2 separate regions of the Mus musculus genome follow, and region 2 is linked to region 1. The links are chromatin contacts, called in public promoter capture Hi-C maps. All regions are on one chromosome and are shown on one strand. Each heading gives the region's core, a stretch centred on a gene start, on an enhancer-like site or on the middle of the called end of the contact. The rest is flanking DNA. Distances are from core to core; before and after follow the strand shown. Region 1 holds the start of Cenpa (centromere protein A). Region 2 holds the start of Ywhah (tyrosine 3-monooxygenase/tryptophan 5-monooxygenase activation protein, eta polypeptide).

Evidence for each region. Capture Hi-C pulls out chosen DNA fragments and counts their contacts.
Region 2: a contact with region 1 is called in a promoter capture Hi-C map of liver, with 4 times the contacts expected there. The contact joins the promoter of Ywhah here to the promoter of Cenpa in region 1. A contact is called at or near these places in 1 of 115 datasets of contacts at active chromatin or transcription factors (large pre-B cells) and 1 of 9 other capture datasets (liver).

What each region holds. Positions count from the first base shown.
Region 1 is chr5:30,662,183-30,670,122 of GRCm38.p6, forward strand. Cenpa (centromere protein A) reads left to right here and starts at 4,704. Exons shown (of 5, transcript NM_007681.3): 1 at 4,704-4,931. The coding sequence starts at 4,847.
Region 2 is chr5:33,013,691-33,021,630 of GRCm38.p6, forward strand. Ywhah (tyrosine 3-monooxygenase/tryptophan 5-monooxygenase activation protein, eta polypeptide) reads left to right here and starts at 5,126. Exons shown (of 2, transcript NM_011738.2): 1 at 5,126-5,464. The coding sequence starts at 5,378.

The sequences.
Region 1 (7,940 bases), core at 3,454-5,953:
GGCCATAGTACAGCTTGCTGCCGTAGGAGGCAGAAAGGCATTGTTTTTAGAATGTATTTGTCTTCAACATATTGGTCCCAAATGTACCTCCACTTTGGGATCATTTGAGCCACATGGGCAGAAAGGGGCAGAATCATCTTTAGTGAACCTCATCTCCTTTTAAAATGTATGTGGATGTATGCATCTGCATGTTCAAGTACATGTGTATAAGCAGATGTATGTACATGTTTTTGCATATGCATGTAGAAGCTACAAGACAACTTTAAGGAAATACTGTCCCCAGCTTATACCAGTAGTACTAGAGCAGAGTAAACAGGATGTGTGGGACTGAGTTCTGCACAAATGATGGGCACGGCTGGTGGGGAGGTAGAACGTGCTATCTGATGTCTGCTTTTGGGTGCTGGGCTTCAGGGAAGCACTGAGACACCCATCAGGGGTGGGAAAATGCAGTTTGAGCTGTAGGAAGCCGAAGCTGGGGTTCCCGCACCCCTGGACATCTAGTTGCTGCTTGAGAGCTTCACAGAGGAGTCAGGAAGAAAGGATTGAGGTCCACAGGCCTGCGATGAGACCGGGACCTTTGGGGCCCTTGAGCACAGCAAGCATGGTGACGGTACCATAGGTTGTCTTGGGGCGCAGATGGACCTTAAGGGCAGATTTAGCCTGCAGCTCTGTAAGCAAAGGCCTTCTCTATGCTCCTCCACAGCGGTTTCCATAGTAGATACAGTCCTTGGTTCCAAACTGTTTATTAGTTGTTCATCATGGAAAATAGATGTGTATCAACTTCTCAGGGTGGACCACGGACTAAAAACCTTTTGCCGGCAGAAATGTCCAGGGAGAGAAGCTTATTGGCTAAACCCTTGGGGCCTATAGATACCTCGTTAGCATGGAGAACTCTGTTTTGGGCTACATGATGGCCAGATGGGGAAACATGGCACGTATTCCAGGCCAGGAAGCTGGCAGGAAGCTGGAGGCACCTACCATCTCAGGTGTGTACCCGAGTTTCAGGGGTCTCAGACTCGCTCTCACTTTGTCTTACCAAGTTTCCTGGCACAGTTCATTATCCCCACGGGGATTTATTAATAGAAAGGAAAGCCATAGCCCAAGATGGCCTTTAAGAAGGAAATGCAACTTCTAAGTCATTAAACTGTCCCAGTAATGAAAAAGGGTCACTACCTGGACTGTGCAAGAGCAAAACTACCGTTTATGGCAGTCAAGAAAGTCTCCAAAGTCACAGAGCCAGCAAACAGGAAGCTAGGATCCAAGCTTACAGAAAAGCTTGTGTAAGGCCCACACTCAAGCCATGCCCCTGAGCCAATGAGAGTCCAAGTGGGGACTATGTGTTCTGATCATGAAAGTGGCCCTAAAGTTGACTGAACCCAAGAGGCCTCGTGCTTGCTAGGCAAGCCCTCTAACAGTGATCTATATTGCTGTCTCTCTTTTTACTTTTGATTTTCATGCAGGGTCTTTCAAAGTTGCCCAGACCAGCCTTGGGCTTGCCCTGTAGCTTAGGCAATCCTTACATTTTAGGTCTGTTTCCTCAGCCTCCCAAGTAGGTGAGATGACCACCATGACAACCATGCCCATCAGGATTGACATTTCTCATGCCAGATCTCTATTGAATTATGTAGAAAATGTAGAAGAACAGCAGGAAGAGGAGGAGGAAGAAGAGGAGGAAGAGGAGGAGGGGGGAGAATTCAAGCTGAGTGTGGGGGGCCTCAATCGCATAGCTCCCTGAGTCAGATGAACACTTCTCTTCTCCCTCCCTTTCTCCCCACTTCCCACTGTATTGCTCAAGCCAGACTGTATCTCTTCTGGTGGTTCCCAACTCCCAGGTCACCATGTTAGTACCAAATCAGCCAAGCACATCCTAAGCCAGAATGATCTTCCTGTCTGACTCTAGAGTAGCCAGGGCCTCAGATGTGTGCACTTGCGCCATCTCACTCTTCAGTAAAGAGAAAATGAAAGCTCCACAAGAAGCAATGGTGTGGTAACAGAGGGTAGAGGCCATTGCTAAGTACCGGGTTCAAATCCCAACTCACCTGCTCATTCCTATGACAAAACAAAAACAAACAAAAAAACTGGGTTAGACCAAGGTCAGGGTCAGGGTTAGACAGGGTCAGGGTCAGGGTTAGGGTTAGGGTTTGACCCAGACCCTGGTCTAACCCTAATCCTGACCCTGACCCTGATTAGAGTCTCTTGTCTGACATGCTGGCACAACTAATTTCTCCCCTTTCTCCTATGCTGAACTTCCCTGTTGGTTCTGAGGGTTTCTTTTCTTTCTTTCTTTCTTTTCTTTTCTTTTTTTTTTTTTTTTGGTTGTTTGTTTTTTGAGACAGGGTTTCTCTGTGTAGCCCTGGCTGTCCTGGAACTCACTCTCTAGACCAGGCTGGCCTCGAACTCAGAAATCTGCCTGCCTTTGCCTCCCGAGTGCTAAGATTAAAGGCGTGCGCCACCATGCCCGGCTGCTGAGGGTTTCTATGATCTACATGTTACAACTCTTGTTCCAGTCAACTCGTCCATAGCTCAGAGACATCTAGTGTTCAACGTGACTTCTTCAGCCCAATATGTTTTCATTCGATGTATTTTTAAAAAATTAGTAGTTTAATATACGGCATGTGGGACCGTGTTACCAGACAGACATAAGAACTAGAATGGTTGAGTGAGCTCAGATCCCAGGAATCTGAGAGATCTCAGGCTGGTAGAAGTGGAGCCATGCCTACCTGCTCTGGAACACATAACCATGATACTCCACTGAAGACCTCAGGCACTGAGTCACCCAGCACAACATCTATAGTTCTTCTCCATGCTAATGAGATATCTAGATAGCCCTGAGCCTTCAGCCAATGAGCGCCCCTTCCTAGATATTCCTTCCCACAAGAGGTATATAATCCCTGGTTCACCCCAAATAAAGTATATGCATTCACATCCATCATTAAATAAAGCAATAGGAGCAAGCAAAGATTGTCTCAGAAAGTTGTTTCATTCAGAAACGAGGTGAAGAAGGCCTTTGACTAAAGAGCTGCGCCTAAGACCCCTGAGCAAGGTCTTCTCCTCTCCAGTTCTTCCAGCACGCTCTGCCCTCACTCCCAGTCAGACCAGGTTTCACTCATCCTGGGCTCTGCCTCGACCTCTCCACCTGGCATGCCCAGATGTTGGAGGGGGGTAAAATCTTGGACCCCCATTCCTGACTCCTGGCAGTACACCAGTGACAGCCAGGTACCCAAAGAAGAAACCACAAATCACAGCATCTGGCCCAGACTTCCACTGTTTCCCCTTCCGGCCTGGTGAAGGAAGATACAAGCTGTGGATCTTCATTTCGGATTTTGCCCTGCGTTCTTCCGGTGCCCCACCCCCACTTGCAGTACAACAGTCCGATTGGTTCAAAAGCCAAAATATGCAAAACTACGTACGTTAATAAGCACTACCCTCCTCTTATGCCTTAACCCACACACCATTACAGTTATATAGGTAGTATCATCAGTTTCTTATGAATCGTAGAGTCTGTCCTCAATCTAGCTTTCTCCTTCTAGTTTACTAAAGGGCTATCTGTCTAGAGCAGACTTCATACACGGATATTATCTGACTAATTAACAGTTGCTGAGGATCCTGATGTCTTCATATATATATATATGGACTTCTGGATCATATAGTAATTCTATGTTTAAATTTCATGTCTGTTGGTAAAATACTGGAGATTGAACGAGTTGGTTGTTGGTCTTTTGTTTATTTGAGACAAAAATAAAATAAAATAAATAAGATAAAATCTTGCTCATAGCTCTGACTAGTCTGGAACTCACTATGTAGGTCTACTGGCCCTGTCCTTATAACAAACCTGCTTTTACTTCCCAAGTGCTGGGATTAAAGGAATACACAGATGAAGTCAGAGCACCTGTGGCCCAACCTCTGAACACTGCTGCACAGAGGACACCAAACTTTTGGAGGACATTTCAGATTCGAACCATGACACATTTCCATAGCAGCTGTGCCATTTTACACCACCCACCCCAATGTTCCACCAGGCTTCTATGAAACCACTGATTATATAAGTATTTTCCTGATTAGAGTACACGTTCATGATAGATCATTTAGAAAACTCAAAAAAGCAAAATGACGAAATTCTCTTTATTCTAATTACGGAGCCATGACCTGAATTCATATTACTCCCGGGAGAAAAGGAAAAGCCGGTTTTTTTCTCAGGCAATTCTGTCATTGTGTTTGATAGCATGGTCCAATAATAGTGCTGGCGCCTGCCCTGCCTGGACCTTGTCCTCAGATTCCTCCGTCCTGGCTGTCCCCACGACCCTATCTTCTGAAAAGGTCATGCAGTTAACCAGGCTTCTGAATCATATTTGCTGGTTGCTTTCAGGAGTGTCACGGGTGCTGTGTGGAGCTGTCACATTCTTGGGCATCTGTTTCCGTATTTTTAAAGCCACCTCAACGTTTGATAGAAAAGCATAAAACTTTTGAGGAAGTGAGCTCTACAAACCCACCACCCACGTAAGAACTGAGCCGTCCTGCCCAGAGGGCATCTGAAAAAGAGATCAACAGGAAAAGGGTGGGGAAATCCTGCCTTCCTTCCCGTCTTCAAGTACCCATTGGCTTCAGACCTTTATTCTCATTGGTTTATCTGGATGTCGCTCCACGCTGGCTTTCCAGAACCAGCCACTGAGAGTCACAAAGTTGGGATTTAAAAGATGCGGTGGGAGGGGCGGGTGATTTTTTGAACTGCTGGCGACCGAGTTCTGGCGGTCCTGACGCGCACCTTGGGCTTGCTCGCGTTCGGTTTCGGCAGCAGGACCAAGAAGGCTTAGGGAAGGCGGCGGGACCCGGCCCCTCGAGGCCAGCCATGGGCCCGCGTCGCAAACCGCAGACCCCAAGGAGGAGACCCTCCAGCCCGGCGCCTGGACCCTCGCGACAGAGCTCCAGTGTAGGTAAGCGAGCCTGCCCTGCACCTCCGAGGCCGGTGCGGTCATCCTGTGGGGCCGGGCCTGTAGAGGGACGGTTCCTGGTCACGGCTTGCCGCTAACCTCGCGTAGGGGTAATGGTTTTTTTGTTTATTTGTTTGTTTGTTTGCTTGTTTGTTCCTGACCGGTTTACAGCAGGGAGAAAAACGAAATGCAGACAAGACAAGGAGTTGGAGCAAAGACAAACTCATTCTGACGGACACGGGGTCTTTTTTTGCATTTATTTACTTTGCATGTATTTTGCATTTATTTTGTGTTCGTGCTCTGGCGACGGCCAGAAGAGAGCGTCGGAACCCCGGGGCCGGAGTTACAGTTGTGAGCTGCCCTTTTTTTTAGAGTGCTAGGAAGAGAACTCGGCCCCCCTGGAAGAGCAGCCTGGGCTATTAACAGCTGAACCAGCTTTCTAACTCCTACTCTTTATTATTTATTTGCAGCACTAGAGATGGAACCCAGGACTCCGTGTATGTTAGGCAAGGGTTCTACTACAGAACTATATCCCCAACCCTCTCCCCGACCCTTTTTTTTTTAAGACGGGAACTCGGTATGTATCGGTGTGTAGCCTTGGCTTGCTGACCTGAAACGTGCTATGTAGACTAGGCTAGCCTAGAGCTCACAGATCTCTGCCTGTGTTGGGGATGGTTGTATGCAGTGTGTATTCAGGAACTATTTCTGAGATCTGGTTACAATCCAGACACTGCCTCAATGTGATGTAAAAACTGTTTTCCATCACCTCTGATTGGTTAATGAGCTGATCAACCAATTGGCTGGGCAGAAGAAAGAAGAGTGGGACTTCTGTTCCCAATCAGAGGGTCCTGAAGAGACCAGGTGAGAAGAAGAGATGGAGAGACCATGTGGGTGAAGAAGGATTACTCATGAGGTCTGGATAAGAGAGCAGCCATGAGGACCCACATGGACCAGAGAGAGCCAGGGCAAGATCAGATGGCAAATAATGGGTCATATAGCCTGGTAACAGCAGCCTAGCCGGGTTAGAATATCTCAGAACCGCCGGGCGCGGTGGCGCACGCCTTTAATCCCAGCACTCGGGAGGCAGAGGCAGGCGGATTTCTGAGTTCGAGGCCAGCCTGGTCTACAAAGTGAGTTCCAGGACAGCCAGAGCTATACAGAGAAACCCTGCCTCAAAAAAAAAAAAAAAGAATATCTCAGAACCTACCTAGCTTAATGCCAGCAGCTTGTTAATAAAAAGGGGGGTAAGGAAGGACTTAGAATTAGATTTACATGCCTGCTTCTGCTTCTCTGGTGCTTGGATTAAAGGCATGCACCACCACATTCTATTTCTCATTGAGGTATGGTGAGCCCCTAAGGGAATAATGTGGTCATGGTTGTACCGCTCGACCAGAGCTGATGTTCGATGTGGACTTCCAGTGTAGAAGCAACCTTCCATTACTCTTATCTTAGGGAAAAGTTTTACATCAGCTGCGCCCACTTCTTGGCTCTCCTACTGCCCTTGTCTGCTGACCTTGTTCTTCCAGCCATTTGGTGCTTTTTATTCCCCCCTCCTTCCTCTCCATTCAGCCTCAGGCCTTGCTAGGTGCCCCCTCCTTTCCCAAGTCAACCAACCCTTCTTTTATGTGGGCCCTTAGACATATCTCCCTTTTGTGCTGTAAGGGACTTTGTGTTGTTCTTGCTACATAACAGCTCACGGCCATCTGTAACTCCATTTCCAGGGGATCCTTCTGGCCTCTGCAGGTACTGCACACACACAGACATGCACATAGGCAAAACAGATACACATACACATAGAATAAAATAAAACCATTTTAGGTGTGTGACAGTGACATCCATGTGTCCCAGGCTAACCCTGAGCTCAGGACACCCTGTCTCTGTATTCCAGGTGTTGGAACTGTAGGTGAGGGCCTGTGGGCCTGACTGGAGAGAGCTTTAGTGTGTAAGTCCTGCTTGAAATTCTCGGGCTCCCACCTGCTAACGTTGACCTTTGAGACCCAGCCTCAGGGTGTTTGAATGCAGTTCTTTCCAGGTCATCTCTGATCACTTCCGTTTCATAAACACCTGTTTGTGTATCATGAGTCTTGGAGTTCTCTTCCTCTTCTATTTCTCAAAATCTTTCTTTTCTGGGAGAGAATAAGTTCTCTCCATGTAGCCCAGTGGAGGTTCCTACCTCTGCCTCTCAGCGATGGATCGCACACGGCACGGCATTCAGTTCTCTCGCTATTCAAACTCCTTGAGTATAGTTTATTTTGATTCTTGGTTTTGGCTCCTTTTCCTTCTGGTGTTAGTCACATTCTTTGGTGGTCTCTAGTTGTGTTGCCTTCATTTTCTGTGAGTGTGTACCTGTTAACATCACCCTCTAGCCCCCAAAAGCCCAGATCTCGAAAATGGTGGGGTGGGGAGGAGGCAGCCATTTGTAGTTTATCTTTTAGTTATGGCCCATCATAGCTAGCTTCAGTTGACAGCCTGATACAAACCCAGGAAGGAGGAACTTCAACTGAGCAATTACTTCTATCAAACTGGCTGGCCTGTGGCCATGTCTGTTAAGCATTTTTTTTTAATTGCTTATCTTTGTCAGAGGGCCAAGTCCACTGTAGCCCACCACCTCCTATCTGGATTTAAAGATAGGGGAGCAGGCCGTAAGCAGCATTCCTCCAAGGATTCTGCCTCCAGATTCCTGCCTTGAGCTCCTGCCCTGGCTTCTGCTGATGGACGGTGAGTGACATATAAGCCAAATCAACCCTTCCCTCTCCAGGTAGGTCTTGGAGGTGGTGTTTATCACAGCAACAACAACCAAAGTCGAGCAGGGTCCTCCCTCTCCGTCTTCAGTGTCTCCAGTGTCTCCAGTCTCTACACACTGCTCTGCCTCTCTGTCTTCAGTGTCTCCAGTCTCTACACACTGCTCTGCCTCTCTGTCTTCAGTGTCTCCAGTCTCCTACACACTGCTCTGCCTCTCTGTCTTCAGTGTCTCCAGTCTCTACACACTGCTCTGCCTCTCTGTCTTCAGTG
Region 2 (7,940 bases), core at 3,876-6,375, 2.4 Mb after region 1:
ACCATGCCTGGCTTTTGGGGAGGGGCGTGGGGGAGTCAATATCTTTTTTTATGGCCATGCTTTTGTGAATTCCCTGCTTTCCCCGACCTTTCTGGCCCAGCCATTTCTCAGCACCTCAGGTGAGACAATCCTCTTGTGTCCATATTTGAAGGCACTAATAGGGCTGTCAGTGTCTGGGAAGAGATGTCTATCCCTTCCCTCAGTCATGTCCTCCTGGCCACAGCCTGAAAGGTCTAGCAGGGACAGCGCCATCACAGCATGCCCATTTCCCAGGAGAGGAGACTCAAGCACAGAGAGGTGCAGGCACTCCTCTAGGTTTCCTCAGCTGGGGGAAGAGCTGAGGTTGAGGGGTGAGGTCCAGTAACTCTCTTGTACTTTTAAAGCCACGGAAGCTGGCAGGTTTAGTGTGAGAGCCCTGTTCCTGCCCTCACCCCCTACTAGCTCCTTTGGTTCTGTTTTCTTCCTCCATTCTCTCTTCTTTCTTCTCTCTCTCTCTCTCTCTCTCTCTCTCTCTCTCTCTCTCTATCTCTCTTTCTCTTTCTCCCAATTACTCATTAGCTGGCAGTGAGGTGTGTGTGGCTGGCAGTGACCTTGACCTCTTGCTAAGAGGGCCCCAGTGTGGGTTTCTGTAACAAAGAGAAAAGAGCAATCCCTGAGTCCAGGACTCCCAACCCAAGCATCCCAAGGCTCTGAGGACAGACGAAACTCCAAGCCATACCCTCAGGTGTTTTCATCCTACCAGAGAAATGGCAACTTCCTAAGGAAGTAAGAGGCAGGTTCCTTGAAATAACAAGGAATCTGAACTTTATGGTCACAAAGATGGTAGTTCAAATGCTAACGCCTCTAACTGCAGGCCTTGGGTAAACAGGTACCTCTCTGAATCTCAGTTTCTCTATCTGCTCAATGGGTATAAGAGAAATAGATCAGATGTGCTGTTAAATGGTATAACACAATGCCTGATGCCTGCTGGTTGGCCAGTAATATCAACCTTATTGATATTTTTTGCAGAAAGCAGATACTAGAATCATGCTCAAAACAGGCAGAAATTGAAAGGCTTTTTTTTTTTTTTTTTTAGACAGGGTTTCTCTGTATAGCCCTGGCTGTCCTGGAACTCACTTTGTAGACCAGGTTGGCCTCGAACTCAGAAATCCGCCTGCCTCTGCCTCCCGAGTGCAGGGATTAAAGGCGTGTGCCACCACGCCCGGCTTGTTTTTGTTTTTGCTTTTTAAAAGTGCCCGCCACATAAGCTTGGTGACCTGAGTTTGGTCTCTGGAACTCACAGCAAAAGGAGAGAATTTATGTCACTTCAGCACACATACACATAATTTTAAAAAAAGAAAGGATGCAAAGGAGGAGTAGTTTAAAATAAAAAGGGACAGGTCTCACAGTGTAGCACAGGTTGGCCCCAAATTTGTCTCTTATCTATGTCTCAAGTGCTGTGACTACAGGTCTCTACCATGCCTGTTATTTCTTTAAAAGATTTATTTTGCTTATTTTAAGTTACATGTAGGTATTTATGTGTGTATGTGGATATGTGCACTGGATTGAGTTCAGGGATCCGAGAAGGCATCAGGACCTGGAGTTACAGGTGCCTGGGAGCTACCTGAGAGCGGGGCTGGGAGCCGACTCAGGTCCTCTCCAAGTGTAGCTCTTAGCCACTGAGCCATCTTTCCAGTGCCCTGCAGAGCATCTCCTGTTGGAGAAACCGGGGGAGCAGGCTCTTTGAAGGTGGGATTTGCTGGACCTATGTCATGGGACATGCCTTTAAACCTTACACTTTGGACACAAAGGCAAAAGGATTACAAGTTTGAAAGTTCGAGGTCAGCCTGGGCTATGTGAGGAGAACTTGTCTACAAAAAATAAAATTAAAAAAAGGGGTGGGGGGAGGAAGCAGTACTGAAGAAACAGAAAGGCTCGGAGGCAGAGATAAGGACATCTTAGTGGGTAGAAATTTGTGGGCAGAGTCTGGGAACATGGTGTGCCCAAGATGTCCAGGGAGTGAGTAATGAGTTTTAAAAGTGGCTTCAGGCTCATGTTGTAAAGAGCTAGGTGGAAACTCTGATATCGTTTAGTAGGGAAGGATCCTTCCATAAGCCCTGCGCTGCAGAGCAACCTCCCACCCCACCCTGGGGCTCTGCCTTCCCCAGTGGCCTTGGCCCTCACAGATTGCTTTGTTTCCTGAGTCAGGGCCAGTCCACCACAACCGTCTGGAAGAAGCCGGGAGGCTGTAGCAATCTGTTTGCCTCCTACTAACATCCTGGGAAGGAAAAGATGGTTTTTTAGCACAGTTGCCTGGCAGAGAACCTTGGCAAAGACTAGTGACCCTCTCCTTTACTTCCCATTTAAGGAACCATTTAAGGAGCACTTGACAGTTACAATCTCAGCCCAGTACTCAGAAGACCCTCAGAAGGTCACGGGCAGTGGTGCAGACAGTGGTGAAGACACATCTGGGACCAAGTGTCTGTACTGTGCTGCAGTTGGCAAGCCGAGCACTTGCCTGGCCTCCTTCCCCCTTACCTTTAGAATGGGAAGAGTGCTGGCCTCACCTTAGCTAAATGGTAGTGTACTGGCAAGCTGCCGCCTCATGACTGCTAGGAAATGAGGATTTGTTTCCTTGTTTCATCGATAAGGTCTCAGTCATTGATTGATTGATTGATTGTCAGGGTCTCCCTTATGTAGCTCTGGCTGTCTTGAAACTCACTCTGTAGATCAGTCTCTGCTTGAACTCAGAGACCCACCTGCCTTTTCCTCAAGAGCCCAGAGATTAAAAGTGTGTGCCACCATGACCAGCTTTATTTACTTATTTGGAGTGCTAGGAATTAAGCCGAGAGTCTTGCATGTGCTTTGCAGGTGTCCTACCATTAAATTGCATTGTCAGGCCAACACCTATCTTTAGGAGCAGGCCTGGCTTTACCTCTTGCCATGCTGTTAGATTTTCCAAAGCCCCCAGACTTTCAGAGCTAGAAAGTTGAGGTCAGGACCTCAGGGCCATACCCACCCGCCCTGGCACTCCATCTTTACAGAAGGCTAACTGTCCACCAATGAGACTGTGATGGGTGCTCACAAAGCCCGAGGAATCCGCTTGCCTCTACCTCCCCAGCACTGGGACTCAAGCATGTTTCACCACACCTGACTGGCTTCTTACCACTCCAGGCTTGTGCAGAGGGCACTTTCCCTCCCCGGAGCTCTGCCTCCAGCACTGAGCACCGGCTACATGCTCAATACTGCAGTAACCCCAGCAAAGGTGCAACTGGCTCATGCCAGGCTCAAAAACTGAGGTTTGCTGGAACTCGGGGCACGTGCCCGCAACCTGGGAACTCCAGGGGGGATGGTAGGAGAATCACAAGTTTGAGGCCAGCCTGGACTACATGTGAGACTGTTTCAATGTAACAACAACAAACTTTCAAATAAATAAGGACCTGGCAGCCATGAGCTGGGATTTGAGTGGTTAGAAGGTCCCCATCTGTTAAGTTTCACCATATTTGAAGAGCCACCTCTACTAACACAAATCCTGGTTAACAAACCAGGCTAATATTTCCCCTAACAAGTATCTTAAGTGTGTGACTGTGTGACAGTGACAGGTGATATGGGGGTGGCGCATGCATATATATATATATATATATATATATATATATATATATATATACACACACACACACACACACACACACATATATATATCATAGCTGGGTGTGGTGGCGCACACCTTTAATCCCAGCACTCGGGAGGCAGAGGCAGGCGGATTTCTGAGTTCGAGGCCAGCCTGGTCTACAGAGTGAGTTCCAGGACAGCCAGGGCTACACAGAGAAACCCTGTCTCAAAAAACAAAACCAACAAAAACAAAAACAAAAACATGGCTCCTGAGCAGTCTTCAACATGAGCACACACACACACACTCCTCAGTGAACCTAAGGCCCCTTCTTCTGTGCTACAGTGGGCTAGATTTTTCTTATGTGTGTGCATGGCTTCTCTTTGTGTAACAGCCGTGTGTGTGTGTGTGTGTGTGTGTGTGTGTGTGTTTCAGACAGGATTTCTCTGTGTATCCCTGACTGGCCTAGAACTCAGAGATATGCCTGCCTGTTCCTTTGTTTCCTGGCTACTAGGATTAAAGACATGTTCCACCATGCCAGACTGTTTTGTTTTAATTGCACTTTTTCTAGCTTGAGGTCCAACCCAGGGACCTTTAGCACAGAACGACAGGAGCGGTGAAGGCTTAGTGTCCAGTCCATCGCCACAGAAATCCAAGAAGACACTGAAATTAGATTTTGGCCCCTCCACAAATAGGATATGTCACCTTGCCTTGAATTTTTGTTCCTTCTTCCACTGAGCATCAGGCCCTCCAGGCCAACACTGCACCTCTGACCTATAATCACTAATTCCCTAAAAAGATTTGAACCAGGCTAAGTCGACCCTGATAGTTGCCAACTTTTGGTTTTCCTAGGTTTACCAGGGTTGTAGATTGCACTTCTGCTTTGAAGAATGGGGGACCTGCTGAGCCTTTCCCGGAGTGGTTGTATGAAATAGGTTAGTGCTAGTCAAGGCCCAACAGTAAGTCAGGTCCCCGTAGGTATGTCCTGAACGCTACTCCGCTCTGCCAAGTTCCCTATCCCTTCCTGTGCAAGCCAGAGCTGGCCCAAGGTCAGTTTTAAGGATGGCACTACCCTGCAGTATTGTGGATTCTAGTGTGTCTGTGAGGGGCTGTCCCAAAGGGCAGGACCCACCCCACGCCGCTGACAGAGCTGACCGCTTGCTGGAGGTGGCAACACCCAACAAAGCCGCCCCTCGGTCCGGGGCGCCTCGGCTTTTCCATACAGGGTTATCTGCGGGTATCTGCTTCTCAAGCCCGAGCTCTATCATGGGTTCTGTAGCGTTTTCCTGGCCAGGGCTGCGACAACGCCTGCCTGCGGAACCACCATCGCCGCGCCCCAGCCGCTCCCCACCCTCCAACGCTGCGGCGGTAAACTGCAGTACTCCTAAGGCGCCTGCGCAGCTCTCCAGCGCGGCCCTCGCCGCGGCTATTTATAGTAGGTGACGTCACCTTAAAAAGACCGTTAGGGCTGGGCCGCCCCGCCCCCTCCCGTAGCTCGGCGGGCTGATCCGAGTGCGCAGGCGTGGTCGCGTCCTCCCCGCCCGCCCGCCCGCCCGCGGCGCCCCCTATCCTCTCTCGGCGGCTCCGCGGCGCTCGCCACAGCGCGTGCAGCCAGCCAGCGAGAAGGCGCGAGCGGCGGCGCAGCCTGCAGCCTCCCGCCAGCCGGCGAGCCAGTGCGCGTGCGCGGTAGCGGCCTCGGCGGCGACCGGGAAGCGGACGGGCGGGCGAGCGAGCGAGCGAGTGAGCAGGCGGTGTGGGCGTGCGAGGCGAGGCCGAGTCGCGAGCGACATGGGGGATCGAGAGCAGCTGCTGCAGCGGGCGCGACTGGCGGAGCAGGCGGAGCGCTACGACGATATGGCCTCCGCCATGAAGGCGGTGAGCGCGCTGGGGAGCCGGGCGGCCGGGGGCTGCGGGGCGGGGCGGCCCGAGCCTGGGCGGCGGCTCTCTCCCTACGCGCCGCCACCTTTTGGGCGCGGCGGCCGCTGGACTCTCCGTTTCCTGCGGCCTGGCCGGGGCGGGGTCTCCCCGGGAGGCCTCTCGGTGGCTGGCGGGCGGGGGTCGCCGTGTCCTAGCGCAGAGCCCCGGTGGGGGAGGGGGTGCCCGAGGAAAGGAGGAAGTCGCGTTCCTGCTTCTAGACCCTTCTGCCGGACCTGGGCGAAAGGCGCTTTCCTTCCACCATTCACCCACTTGTAATAAAGGCTCATCCGCGAGTGGAGACCCATCTCCTGGTTTTCTCTACTACGACCGGTTTGGTTTGCTTGTCTGAAGTTGTTTTTTTCCCCCACTTTCCACACCTCGGGTCTGGCTTTGTGTGGGAAGACCCCTTTCCAGCAGTCCTGGGCGTGAAGGAGGGTGTGGGTCCCTGCATACATCCCAACGGTCCATGCTGCGTGCCTTCCTGGAGATGAAATGAAAACGAAGCAACCCTGGGGGCCTTTGCATTCCTGAGACCCTCAGAGATGGATTCTGGAGCTTGATTTCCGGTAAAGGAGACCTGCCCAGCCACACCCTAGTCAATAGCTTAGCCTAGAGCCTACCTGCCTACCCAAGACTTTGGAGTTCTGTTACCACATCACTATAGACAACTCTTCACATCATCCTGGGTTTTTTCTAAAAGAATATTTCTTGTCAAGGTCACACAGTGGCAGAATTACAACTGTGGCCACCTAGCTCTTAAGACTAGGGAGAAAATTTCCTTGGATTCCACCTTAGACTTCTAAATACATAAACATTTTTGAGGGTGAGACCCAGAAATCTGCATTTTAGCAGCCCTTGGGCAGTTTTTAGCTGACCTAAGTATTAACTGCCCTGAATTGTAGCTCATATGACCTATGGCTAGTCTTTGAAAGGCTTTCTTAAACCCACATACTCCATACACATTTAATTTGGAAATTGTATTTTGATACTACATGAAATAGAAAATTGAGGCCAACATTTAGGATTTTCTCAGGTAAGAACAATAATCAAGTTAGCTTTCCTCCAGGGTCCTTGTACACATTCAGCAGGATGTCTCTGGAATCCAGCAACATCACAGGCAGGCCATTTGTTGATTCCTTGGTGATACTGATTTCAGCATTATGGTATGCTTTTCTGGTTAGAAGCATTCATTTATACCAGGGAACATTCTAGGTTTGGGGTATGAATTTTTCTGAAGAAATTGTGGATTCTTTGAGAAAATGAATTTAAAATAACAGTTTTGCAAAATTTTTTGGAAACAAGACTGATATTACTAAAGTGTACCCTGAAAGCCACCTCTATCCACACACCAAGTCACTACTAAATGTCTAAATGTTTCTGGTATTGTGCAAGTTGAGGCCTCTCCCTGAACAGCTGGCTTAGGGGGCCTTTGCTCCATATGTGAGTGGGCTTGGAGGTTTGGGCAGTTTAGGGAGGACCTCTGAAAATGAAGAGGATACACAGTAAAGGGGAAATGGCCATCAGATGTCTGGAGCTATCAACTATCCTGAGGTGGGAAGAAAGGAAAGACTAGAGAGAGATTATAAGAAAAAAACAATTTTAGCAGGAAAAAAAAGAAAAGGTTTCTGGTGTGTTTCTAAATGGCCTTGAAGAGTGTTCTGCAATTTCCTGCTTGTATCCACAGATGTTCTCCGAGGCATTGAGGAAACATTTTGCAAAAGCTAATGGACCTTTGTGTTTGAAATTTATAATCTATGTCTAAAATGATTCATCAGTTGGAAAAGATATCAAACATTGAGAATTTAATATTTGTACCATCAAATTTATGGTAAAACATTCCCTCAAATAAACTGTTAAAAACGAGGAGTATTTTCTATCAGAATTCATGTTTGTCCCACCTGTATTAATGGGATGTACTTTTATCTCATTTGCCTGTTGGTATAGTTTGTAGATGAAATTCTTTTTTTTTTTTTTTTTTTTTTTTTTTGGTTTTTCGTGACAGGGTTTCTCTATGTAGTCCTGGCTGTCTTCGAACTCAGAAATCCACCTGCCTCTGCCTCCCAAGTACTGGGATTAAAGACGTGCACAACCACTGCCCGGCGTAGATAAAATTCTTAATAAATGTTAATGAGTCACCCATTAATAAACCTTAATTAAGCTTTTGGGAAGAGTGAATTCTAGTAAACTTATATTGTTTGCTTTAATTTTTCCCCTTTTAGATAGGGTTTCATGCATCTCAGGCTGGCCTCAAACACATTAATAGATGAGGTTGGCCTTGAACTCCCGATGCTGCGGCCTTAACTGTCAAATGCTGGGCTCACTGGTGCGAACCACCGTGCCTAGCTTATCTCGGGGTGAATGTGGCCTTGCTTTCAGGCAATTGAAAGGCAGGTAAGTATGTAGTTCTAGAGAGTGAAACAAGACACTGGCTGGA